Regions from separate parts of the Mus musculus genome. Here region 2 is linked to region 1. A link is a contact called in public Hi-C data. All regions are on one chromosome and are shown on one strand. Each heading gives the region's core, a stretch centred on a gene start, on an enhancer-like site or on the middle of the called end of the contact. The rest is flanking DNA. Distances are from core to core; before and after follow the strand shown. Region 1 has its middle 3.7 kb from the start of Gm41499. Region 2 has its middle 26 kb from the start of Gm30474.

What was found. Hi-C and Micro-C count contacts between places; a contact is called where the count stands out from the background.
Region 2: a contact with region 1 is called in a Hi-C map of uterus, with 2.1 times the contacts expected there. The contact joins two enhancer-like sites. A contact is called at or near these places in 11 of 484 Hi-C or Micro-C datasets (the C2C12 cell line, adipose-derived mesenchymal stem cells, cortical neurons and 5 more) and 2 of 115 datasets of contacts at active chromatin or transcription factors (embryonic fibroblasts and microglia).

Annotation. Positions count from the first base shown.
Region 1 is chr16:92,950,276-92,956,321 of GRCm38.p6, reverse strand. No RefSeq gene overlaps it. Among named protein-coding and RNA genes, the nearest start is that of Gm41499, 3.7 kb to the left of the region's middle. Within about 2 kb of position 3,756, at least 70 of the 459 cell types and tissues checked have an H3K27ac peak or open chromatin away from gene starts, as enhancers often do. A contact at or near this core is called in the C2C12 cell line, embryonic fibroblasts, muscle stem cells and 2 more, where this site is marked.
Region 2 is chr16:93,103,404-93,109,449 of GRCm38.p6, reverse strand. No RefSeq gene overlaps it. Among named protein-coding and RNA genes, the nearest start is that of Gm30474, 26 kb to the left of the region's middle. Within about 2 kb of position 2,454, at least 38 of the 459 cell types and tissues checked have an H3K27ac peak or open chromatin away from gene starts, as enhancers often do. A contact at or near this core is called in the C2C12 cell line, embryonic fibroblasts, muscle stem cells and 2 more, where this site is marked.

The sequences.
Region 1 (6,046 bases), core at 2,507-5,006:
GAGACTAAAGAGAATAAATGGGAATTCCCTAACTGAAACAATTTGATAAAGCAGATTCCTTGTTTTTACTAAATGTATCAACTTATATTTGAATTATTAAATTATTGAAGCTTAGGTGGTGCAGCAAATTCTGAGTACCAGGTGCAAGAGAGCACGGATTGGGGCAATTTATTACTGAGCTCTGTGCCCATGCTCAAGAGCCTATATGAGAGTCCAGACAGAGCTACCCATGTAAAAAGACCAAGCTAAAATTAAAGGGAGATTGTGCTGGTCCTAACATCCTAAAGACACATCATATGTTCTCTGCCTCCTCAGCCACTGGTCAGACTTCTTTCCATAAACCCAGCCTTTCCCCTCCCCCATCTTCCTTCTTCCCACCTGTCTGGAATTGCCAAAGCATCTGAGCTGAGGCCAACAGCCAACCCATGGAGAGGACTGTTTGTTATGAACAGATACATGCAAACGCATCAATATTTCTAACTACCTGTCCCCGTGACTGAGATGGGCAGAGTCTCCCCCACCCTCCTCTTCTCGCTTATAGCAGCAAATGCTGACACTCCCCAGCAAGCATGCCCTCCCTTCTTGGGCCCCACCTCCTCTGTCCCCAAAGTAAATAGAAAACCAGGTGTGTGTATGAATTCTAACGAGGCTAGGGTGAGGGTGGGGAGAGGAAGAGAGGGAGATGGAGAGTCACGGAGACTCAGAGAGTAAAAATAGGATCAACAGGAACTGGGAGTCTGGGTTTCTGTTTCTTCTCCAAGAGTGAGTCCTTGCTGCTGTAGTCTTTGTAAGCAGAGCAGTCCTGACTCTCTGGGTACGGCAATAAGGCATCTCAGGTTCCTCCACAGAGACTATGATCCCTCACTCTCAGACTTCAACCCACACCCTTCAGGAAAACAATCAGTGGGAAGGAACAAAAAAGAATCCACCTCAGGCTCTGTCCAGTGCTGCTAACACAGTTAGTCCCTTGATGGTCTCAAGTCAGTGATGTCACCCATGTAGGAGAATCTGCACCCTGTACCGCTGGTATCCTTCAGTTCCATTCCATACTGCTGAGGTGTGCGCGCGTGCCTGTCTGTCTCTCTGTCTCTGTCTGTGTTTGTGTGTCTCTGTGTGTGTGCCTGTGTGCCTGTCTTGTGTGTGTGTGCCTGTCTGTCTCTCTGTCTCTGTGTCTGTGTGTCTCTGTGTGTGTGCCTGTCTTCTGAGTGTGTGTGTGCCTGTCTGTATCTCTGTCTCTCTGTATCTCTGTCTCTGTCTGTGTGTGCCTGTCTTCTCTCTCTCTCTCTTTCTCTCTCTCTCTCTGTGTGAGTGTGTGTGTGTCTGTGTGTGCCTGTCTCTCTGTCTCTCTCTGTGCCTGTCTGTCTCTCTGTCTGTCTCTGTCTGTCTGTCTGTCTGTCTGTGTGTGCCTGTCTGTCTCTCTGTCTGTCTTCCTGTCTGTCTCTGTGTGTGTGTATGTGTACCTGTCTGTCTCTCTGGCTGTCTATGTCTCTCTGTCTGTCTGTCACTCTCTGTGTGTCTGTCTGTGTGTGTGTATGTGCCTGTCTGTTTCTCTGTCTGTGTTTGTGTATGTGTGTCTGTCTCCCTGTCTCTTTCTGTCTCTCTGTCTCTGTTTGTCTGTGTGTGTGTGTGTGTGTGTGTGTGTGCGTGTGTGCACGCACACTGTCTGTATACTTAGAACTTCATCTGTCACAGCTTTGCTTCCTGGAACTTGAACTGCAGTACCCAGGGCTGTCGGGCCACCAATAAATCAAAGGCTCTTCTCAGAAGCTCTATTCAGCTGTCCAGGCAGGACGGTGGGAGCTGCCTATGTTGAGTCTGACAGACGCCCACTCAGCCCAGCTGCAGGCTATCTAAGGCCATATCCCAACATGGCCGCTTGCCCAGAAACAGGCTCAGCAACTCACCTCCCTGGACAGGAAGGAAGTGCTCGGAACAGAGTGGGACAGGCTTCTTGCCCACACTGGGGGTTGGCTTGGGAATCTTCCTCCGGGTCCCATCTTCTACTTGTCTTGGATGGAGCTCAGTAGGTTACCAAAGGACCAACACACAAATCTGGGCCTTCCCTCTAGAGGCCGGTCAGCACTCACTCACTGTGTTTTAGAAGCAAGCACTGCTCTCTCTCGACTTCCTGTGATCAAACATGCTTGTTAATAGCTTTTAGTAAAAGCCAGATCTCCCTGTGCACGGCTCTGCCGCACATGGACTGAATTAAGAACAGGGGATTGTTTTCATGTCTAGAACTCAGCTAATGCCAAAACAAATGTACAGTAAAATACTGCTGGACACCCCCACCCTATCTCTTCCCTTTCTCGCCCTCAAGGGAGACCATGGAAGACACTGAAGGAAGTTAAGGAGTCAGAATGGTAGGAATTGAGATCCTGCCTGGGGGAAGTGTTGCGTCACCTCAGAACTTCTTAAGTTGTCCCACTATTTTTCTGTAGTCCAACTACCTTGGCTTTCTGGGTTGTCGCTCTACAGTATGTGTCAATGGCTGAGTGGGACCCTTCCAGAGTAGCTAGCTTCTTGCTTCTATTAAAGATTTTCTTCATCTAGATTCCCCACTTCTTGGAGGAAAACACTCAGAATGTGTTTTTAATACATGGTAACTTCGAAAGCCCACAGGCCTCCCTGTGTTGTCATTTAAAATATACAGTTGCTCTAGTTGGATGTCTTCTGGGGTAACCCCAATAAGAAAACAGCACGGGACAGGTATTCAGTTAAAAATTCCTTTCTGTTCATTTATAATCCAGTTGACTGGGTGTCCTGCATATTTTTTGTGGGAGTTGACTCAGAACAGGTCAACTTACTGAATAATCTGACTCTTTAACATACAGGGAAACCCATCGTAGAAAGCGATTGTCCCTTTGAAGTGTTTTATTGCTTAACTGCTTCTAAATGGGAGGCACCAAGGATGATTGTTCTAACTAGCTCACCTGATTCTACGTTGCCAACTTGCTATCAGATTGCTGTAATTGCTAAGCCTCAGTGAGAACCTAGAGACTATTTCTAACACATTTTCTAATAGCTTCAAGACCTATTGACTCGAGTGGGAAGGAAATTAAATTCTAGTCTGCAACCTTCTAGAACTTTCTAGATCTTCCTAGTCAGAAACTCCTAAGAATAAAAAACTAAGTATAAAGAACGAAGTTCTATCTCTGAGATCTAGACTCAGGAGCAATGCCTGTTACTTGTGAAGTAGTGCCCCAAGACGGCTTCCTCTAGCTTATTCCAAATTCACAATGTTGTGGGGGTACAATGGACTGGGCAGTGTAAAGACTCAAAGACTTGCAAACTTTCTTTCCAATTCACATGCCAGTGTCAATGGAGCCTGGGTCTAGTTTGCAAACATTCCCAGATCCAGCACTCAAGATCTAAAATTAAACTCAGTGATCATCAGTTGGCCAGGCTCTACGACAGGAAGATCTCTGAGTCAGCAAGAGGCACAGCACTGGGCCACAGCTCTTCCTCTGCACAGTGGTCCAACCAGGAGCTGAGAGCTGCACAGGGACTCAACAGCAGATGGAGGGGGGCACAGCATCCAGGATTTCTTGCTCTCTTCTTTGAGGTTCTCTTTAACCTCAAAAGGAACAGAATACCCCCCCAGTGACTTTTGTGTACACTGTTTTTTGTTTTGTTTTGTTTTGTTTTGGGGTTTTTTTTGGGGGTGTTTAAACACAGTCTTGTTGCCCCACAGAGCTCTGCCGCCTGCTCACATTCAGCATCTCCTGGGAAATTCGGAGAGATGCTTTATTTAGAAGGCACTCAGCCTGTGAGTCATGCAATTTTCTGCTGTGTTTTTCTTCTTCAGTCTTCCTGCTTCCATAAACATTTATGTGAAGAGAGGCTATTTCGCTGTGTTTCCAGAATCGTCTGCCACAGCTGTTCTCTCTCCACCTGAAGTCATCAACTTTCGCAAAGAGAAATATCCCTTGTTTGCTTTCAAACAACGATAAAGACCAAAAGTCAACACATAAATAGGATTGAAAGACAGAGCGGTGACCCTTTGGCAGAATGGCCTCTTGGCTCAGTGGGTTCTCATGAACCCCAGTAAATCTTAACAGTAGTTGTTTAACACTGGCATGCGCCCTGTAGGCAGAGACACAGTTTTGTAACACTTGTGAGATCCCAGGCCAAAGGAATCAGCAATGATTTTATCTCCCACAGGATCCTTGGTAAGGTGATTTCTTTCATTGAGGGGAAGGGGATAGGAAGCGTCAGGCATTGTGGGAAGCAGACTATAACTTCCTGATCATATTCTCCTTTAAAAATTGACGCTTCGATCAGCCCACAAGTAGCTATTTATTGAGATAGAATTCTCCAGGCCTAAGCCTTCTGGTATGATCTGGTTTGGTCCTGCTCCAGCCCGGGGAAGGCATACAGGATTCTCAACATTTGGGGAATAGGCAAATTCTTGTGCGATCTAGAATCTCTCTCTCTCTCTCTCTCTCTCTCTCTCTCTCTCTCTCTCTGGGCCACAGCATGCCTCTCCTAATTGCAATTTCCCAGCATTCCACTTTACAACAAACAGCAGCCAGAAGTTTGCCGTTCTTGTATTTTCTCCAATGCAGAGTCATCTGTTTTCCTTGTGGCTATTTCCCTCTTGTGTTCTCACCGCATTGGCCTCCAGTGCTGGAGAATGCCAGAGCCACGTTTCCAGTACATTGACCATGTCACTTCTATGGAGAATCTGTGCTCCAGAGAACGAACGCATTGCTTGAGAGAGGGGAAATATCCCATACTTGTTCATATCCATATGTGCTGTCCTTGCATGGGAGTCACCTGAGATAAGGACAGCAATGGGATGCAGTGGTGGGTGCGAGCTACAAGCCAGCCACATGGCTTCAGCCCTCAAGCCTGTTTTTCCTAGGAGTATGGGCTTTGGGAAGAAGTGTTGTTGCTAGGCTCGATGAACTCTACTTCTAGTTCACCCATCTATAAAATGGGCTGAAGGATGGGACTGAGTTCCCTGCACTTTGTGTGTGTGTGTGTGTGTGTGTGTGTGTGTGTGTGTGTGTGTGTGTGGATTAGAGGAGATACAATTCGACCTTAGAGCAGTACTTGGCTCTCAGTCCTTACAGTGAAAATCTTCCTATTGTTTCTATTGAGTGTTCGGGCCCAAGAGGGCACAATCAACGGGTGACCACAGTGACTTTGCACACCATGATGTAAAGTAATGGATGTTATTAAAGTGCACTCCTTTGATAGAACCTTGATAAGCACTTCCCCCAGGCTAAGTGCAACACAGAGTGTAAGAACAAACAAGGAAAGTGCTGCAGGTAGCTTGGAGTCTAGAGGGAGAGCCTAGGGTATGGGGGGGCAGGACAAGCTGTCTTCATCAAAGAGCTTTTGGGTTGAGTCCAGTTCCATTAGCCGGGAGGGACTAACTGGGCGAGTGGATCTTCTCACTTTTCAAATGGGAGTAAGCACTCACCAGGTCATTAAGGAGAGGGATGATGAAGGGCTGGAGATGACTCTGTCAGTAAAGTGTTAGCTTTGCAAGTGTAAGGACCTGAGTTCAAACCCCAGGACGCACATTAACATGTGTTTGTAGTCGCAGCACTGTGAAGGAAGAGACATGTTCAAGAAGTATTATGGAAGTCCTTAAGTAGCCAGAACTGACTTATGAACTCCTGCCCTGCCCTCTGGCACTTACTGAGCATCCATCCAGCCCACTTAGTGAGCCCCCAGTCAGTGGGAGGCCCTGTCTCAAATAAAAGAAAATATGGGTGACAGCTGAGGAAAGACACTGAGGTTGTCCTCTGGGTTCTGTCTGCACACAGCTATGTACATGTGCTGCTCATAATGTACATCTGCACATACACAAATATGCCCATAGTTAGAACGGGTTCCTCCCGATATATTTTCTACTATTGTACACACATTGCGTGTGTTTATGTAGTCAGAGATGGAAACGAAAGAACTACGGTCTGAGGAAACAGTCTGTGTGGCAGGGAAGGTGTAGAAAAAAGAAAGCAGACATCATAGGAATAATGACACAAGACTCAGAGGCTGGTGCACTTGGGGACAATTGAGAGTCCAGTACCAA
Region 2 (6,046 bases), core at 1,205-3,704, 150 kb before region 1:
CGAGATCAGCCTTGGGTATATACAGTAAGCCTGAGGTCGGCTTGGGCTACACTAGACACTGCACGAATCTTCTTAAAAATGTTTACATGGAGTAAACTTGCAGGTAGAACTATTGATGTTCCTCACAAGTTTTTCAAACTTTTTGAATAGTTCCCCCCCCCTTTTTTTAAAGATTGACTTTATTTTGATATTTTATAGAATCTGTTCTGGCAAGAGCCTAGTCACTATTTTAATGGTTGAGAGTGACATGTTAAATAATTAAGCCCTATCTCTTTATGTAGCTAAGACCGCAGAATAGCATCTGTGACATCCTAAGGAAAGCACCAAGCATTGTAATGCCTCAGAACTGGAGAAGTTGGGGCTTGGCCACAACCCCAAAAGATCCAATTTCTGCTTTCAAATATCCTCCATCCTACTGAAGGTCCCTGAGATTAGTGAGCGGCACAAGCACCATGAACTTGAGAATCGACTCTCTGAGAACGTAGCATGTTCTGCGGTGCCCTGTGATGTCAGGGATGCCCCCTCGGATGCTTTCACTTCAATTCACCTCCTCGCTTGTCAACAAGAAGGTTGTGGTCACTTCTCAGGTACATCCACCTCGTTTTGTGAGATAGAATCTCACCCTAACTGGTCATCAAACCCCAGGGACCCAACTGTCACCGCCTCCCCAGAGCTGGCATTACAAGCATGCACCACCACACACACCTTTTTAAGCGTGGGTCCTTGAACTTGGGTCCTCACGCTGTCAAGGCGGACACTTGACTTCCTGCACTGTCTCCCAGGCTTGGTGCCAGTCCTCATTGAGGAATAAGCCAGACATCCAGCAGTTGTATTTGATCTAAAGCTACCCCATCTTGTCCCTGTCACCTAGGTGTGCACAACACGAGCTTTCTGTACTCTTTATCCTAGAAGACAGAAGCCATCTCTGCACACCAAGGACCATAAGACAATATGGATTTCATGACTCCCTCAAACGTTCGTTAAGGCTGGCCTGTCAGGGTTGGGAGTACACATATAACTTAATATACATCTTTTTAGGTCCATAACAAAAAGTGTTGTATGCTTGCAACCAGAACAGCGCCATATCCTAATTATTATTTATTATTGTCATCAAAGCCACAGCTACTGGTCTTGATAGTGAGAGCTAACATGAAATAGATATTGACAAACTATTCACCGATTTAATCATCTCTCCAGCCACTTGTGTTTGCAAATGAATCTCCTGTCAACATCAAATCCTCATCAGCATTCCACACTCAGTGTGTGAGGATCATGTAAAATTGATGAGCTCAGATTTCTATTAAATGCACTACCTATTTCTGGGGTTACTTATATGGGCTTTCTGGAAGCTTGGAATCCTGGTGTCTTATAAACAAGACAGGCTCTGGCCTTTTACTTTAAAAGGGTCTTTAGAAAGCTTTTAGGACTATGCTGAGATGGAGTGCTCGTTAGAAAGATTGGAAAGAATGGAAAATTCCATGTGTGTGAGATTCCTGGGTAATATGTACAAATTAAGACTGTAAAGAAATTGATGGGAGCAATGTACATTTAATTTCAATATTTTGTGTGAATGTGTGTGTATGCACCATGTGTGTACATTGTCTGGGGAGACCAGAAGAGGGGGCTCAGCTCCCCTGAAATGAAAACGAAGTTCTAGATGGTGGGTGCTGGGAATTGAACTGGAGTTCTCTGGAAGAACTGCTAATGCTTTAAACCATTGAGTCATGTCTCCAGTCCTTTATATTTACTTTTAATTTATGTGTCTGTGTGTGCTGCATGTGTGTGCAGGTGCCCTTGTGGCCAGAAGAGGGCGTCAGATGCCAGTGGAGTTATGGGCAGTTATAAACCGACCAATGCAAGTATTGGGAGGCGACTCACATCCTTTGAAAGAACAACAGTTGCTCTAAAGCTCCGAGTCATCCCTCCAGTCCTAACAGGACATTGTTACTCATGTATTTATTTGCCTAGAAGTTCTATGTTGGCCTTAACCATAACGGGACCTAACTCTTGGCACCAAACACTATGCGAATGTTGAGGTATTATTTCCAAGCCCTGGGAACAGCTGCTGTTTATTGTGTTACAGTCGCCACCTCCTGAAGAATGTGATTCTGTTTCAAAGATATCCAAGCACTGACCAGGCAGCCTCAACCCAGATGAGCTGTGGCAACCAACGTGGCACGCTGTTATCCTGCTGTTATGAGGTGCACTCCATCAAGTGGTTCCAGATCCTTCTCCCCTGTGCCTGCAAGGGGAGGCTCTGTTGACTTTGGGGGGGCTGTAAATCCGAGTGGCACTTTTATGATTGAGGGGTAGACAGTGGTAGAGGATTTGTGTGACGCTCTATGAAAATTAGCAAATGCTGCAAACTCTGAGTCAGGAAGATTCATGGGAGGCAAGCCTGGGTTGCAAAAGGCATGGAGGCTTCCTGGAATCCGTGAGCTTCTGAGGATTACAAGAACGATCCCGAGGAGCTTGCCAAGGCCGCTCCTGTGGGATTAAGTGCACGGCCAGCTCTCAGACTATTCCTTGTATTGCATGGCTTGGGAATGCAGGGGCAGGGAGACCGCTAAATACCCTTGGCACTTTGAACTCTTTCAGCTTAGCACCCCTTGACATCATCAAAAATTTTTTTCTTTCTGTTTAGGGGAAGAAAGAGAGAGAGAGAGAGAGAGAGAGAGAGAGAGAGAGAGAGAGAGAGAGAGAGAGAGAGAGAGAAAGGAAGGCAGACCTAATTTGAGAAGCCCCATCCTCACCACAACCCTCTTTAGAACAAATGAACATTTTTCTCATGAGAAAGGTGGTTGACCTTCAATGAAGGACCTTTTGCTCCTGAAAAAAATTAGGAAATAATGTAATAGCTTATGTGTAGGTTGAGGCACTGATCTTATCCACACATTTTTTTTTTTACTGTTCTCAAAGGCTAGAGAAAATGGGATATCTGAATTTTTTAAGATTTGAAATATATAATTCGACCTAAAATAATCTCACTTTTAAGGACTTGGTCTGAGGAAATAAATAATTATAACTGACAAGAGTGAAAGTCATTTCAGAACTGCTCATAAGATCAAAAATGGTCTACTTTTATGTCAAAATGTTATAGATGACGTAAACAGTGTCATCTATAATGTGTTTCTAGAAGTACTCTGAGCTAGAGAGCTGGCTCTGTAGCTAAGAGCCCTTGCTGCTCTTACTGAGGACCCAGGTTTGGTTCTCAGCACCTATTTTAGGTGGTGCACAGCCACCTGTAACTCCAGTTCCAGCGATCAAACAGCATCTTCTGGTGTTCCTGAGTACTGCAAACATATGTGTGCACATGGGATTTGTTCACACAGACACGGGTGCACACATGTGCATGCACACGTGTAAATAAAAACAATGGAAATAACCACTTCAAAAATGCATAGCAGGCTAATGCCTTTCTCAGAAGATTTTCCATTATGGCGGAGAACTTGGAGAGATGGACAGACAGACTGATTTCTAGCAGAGGTTGTTCATGGTGCCATAGAGTCATCTCTCAGAGAAGATTTGTTCTGATGATGCTGGCTACAGAGGGAGACCTCAGGTTAGCTTCTCACATGAAGACAGTGCAACTTCCAGAGGCAATGTTCATTCTTCCAAGGGACCCAGCAAGTCTCAAGTTTTGATTCTTGCAAAACTTCCCTAAGAGTGTACAGAACTCCCCCCTTCGGAAATTTATAAAGTCATATCCCTGTGGGGCTGCATCACCTTGGTCAAGGAGGACAAGACACTCTTGCCAGCTCTCCATGAGTGGTGAGTCTGTGGCCACATGAGTGCTCTCAGGCAAGGATTTTCTGAAAGAGCTGTAGGGGCTGCTGTAACAATAATAACACAGAATTCACTGTGTGTGAAGTGTTGGGATGCAGGTGGGGGAAGCTCCAAGAAGGGAGTCAGTGAACCAGTGTGAGTGTGGTCAGGCCAGATCACCCCACCACAAACCTTGTAAGTTTGGAGGAACACACAGGGAATGATGGGACTACCCACAAAGGTAGAGCAACCACCCTGGCCCCCACGGCCTAGGATAGAAATACATGGTTTCGGGAGCCCAAGATGCTATCCATAAATATGTTCCTGCTGAGGGCCATGGCAGGGAGGGAGTCTGTTCTACAACTTTCTCCCAAGCTCTGCTTGTTTTATTGGTCATCTTTGGGCTTCTTTGGCTTATACATACAATATCCCTGCCTCTACCTTAGTCTCCCCATGTGTCTGTCTGTCCCCTTCCTCCTTTTATAAGGACATACATCATTCTCAGTTAAGACAACTGTATAGCAGGGTACCTTATCTAGTTTTATGGATAACATTTTTTCTCAAAAGTTATATATTAAGGTTCTGGGGGTCAGGACTTTAATGAAAGCCCTAGAATGTCCTAGAATGTTCTTTTGGTTATTATAGCAGCGCCTACAGCTCATTCAGAAAATCCTTACCTACGCGCATTCATGTGTCCCCATCTCCTCTCATGGAAAGCTGGTTTCCCAGTGCTGGTTAAGAGTGCCTTTTTCTCCTTGACCAAGGAGATGGAGCCTCAAAGGGACATGACTTTATAGGACTATAATGAGGTACTATAACTCCACCCATGAGGGCAGGGCAGGAAAAGTTCAAGGGTGCACACTGAGATCTGGTTAACCTTCCAGCCTGGGTGGTCTTTTTTCATGCCTGCCTCACCATTACAAGAACCTCCCAAAGGTGGCCCTAGATCTTGCTTCTGAAAAGAGGCACTGGGTAGAGAGCCAGAAATCAACCTACCCTCCATTCTATGGCTCAGAGAAGCCGGGCTACCTCTGTGAACACCAGGGAGGGGCTCAGTCAGGAATAAACAAGATGAACCAAGCTCCCCAACTCACTGGCGGTCAAGAGGCTAAGATGCTATTCTGGGGCCTGTCATTCAGAGGAACCTTCAGGACAGTGCTTGGCAAAGATGCACAGAAGAAAACAATTTAGCAATTAGGATACAAAAATATACACACTCTCAAGACAGCAGGAAAGTTGCCATAAAGATGGGACAATGACATCAATCGATGCCTGGGAATGGGAAGGACCAAAAAAAACCCCAGCCAGACATCAAGCTGGATCAAAAGCTTCATTAACACTGCTCACTGCAGAAAATAGAACGGACACTCACAGGGCTCCCGGGACATAGACATAAAGGACAAAAGGGGGAGAAGATGAGAGACGGAGGAAGGCAAAGGTGGCAGAATCCTCCTGAACTCGGGGATGTTTATGGAGATGGGCAGAGTGATTGGAAAGAACACAGTTGCAGAATGGAGTCTTCATTTGGCAGAAGGTGTCACAGAAAATAAATGCAAGCAAATTTTAAAATTAAGCTTATATATTTAATTTCCCAGGATGTTGTAGTCATAATTTACAAAGATTTCCTTCCACACACAGTATTTTGGGAACTTTCCCATCGTGCCACCTAGGTGAATCAGATTTTTTTAAAAGGGTCTCCTCTGTGCCATCACAATGCTTAACTTGCGGTTATAACCTGTGGCTATTTGGCTATAAAATTTTGCTTTTTCCAAATAATTCCACAGTGAGATTTTCTATATCTAACACATCATATTTGATTTTTCCAGACATTGCAGTGATCGGTCAAAAGATGTAAACCAGTGGTTTCCAGAGTTTACAGTTCTATAGACCAAAGCATAAAATAAAAATAAAAATGTTGCCGGGCGGTGGTAGTGCACACCTTTAATCCCAGCTCTTGGGAGGCAGAGGCAGGCAGATTTCTGAGTTCAAGGCCAGCCTGGTCTACAAAATGAGTTCCAGGACAACCAGGGCTACACAGAGAAACCCTGTCTCGGGAAAAACAAAACAAAAATCAAAACAAAACAAAAATCAAAACAAAACAAAACAAAACAACAACAAAAAATGTTAAGGGCTGGAGTAGCATTGCTCTATTGCTCTTTAATTGTGTTAAGTCCATTTTTAGAAGTGCGAGCAAGCTTGAAGCCTTATCTGTAAAATAGAGAAGGCCATGCTGTAGAGCGATTACCCATTAAAAGGTAAGAAAGAAAAGAATGTGTGGTAG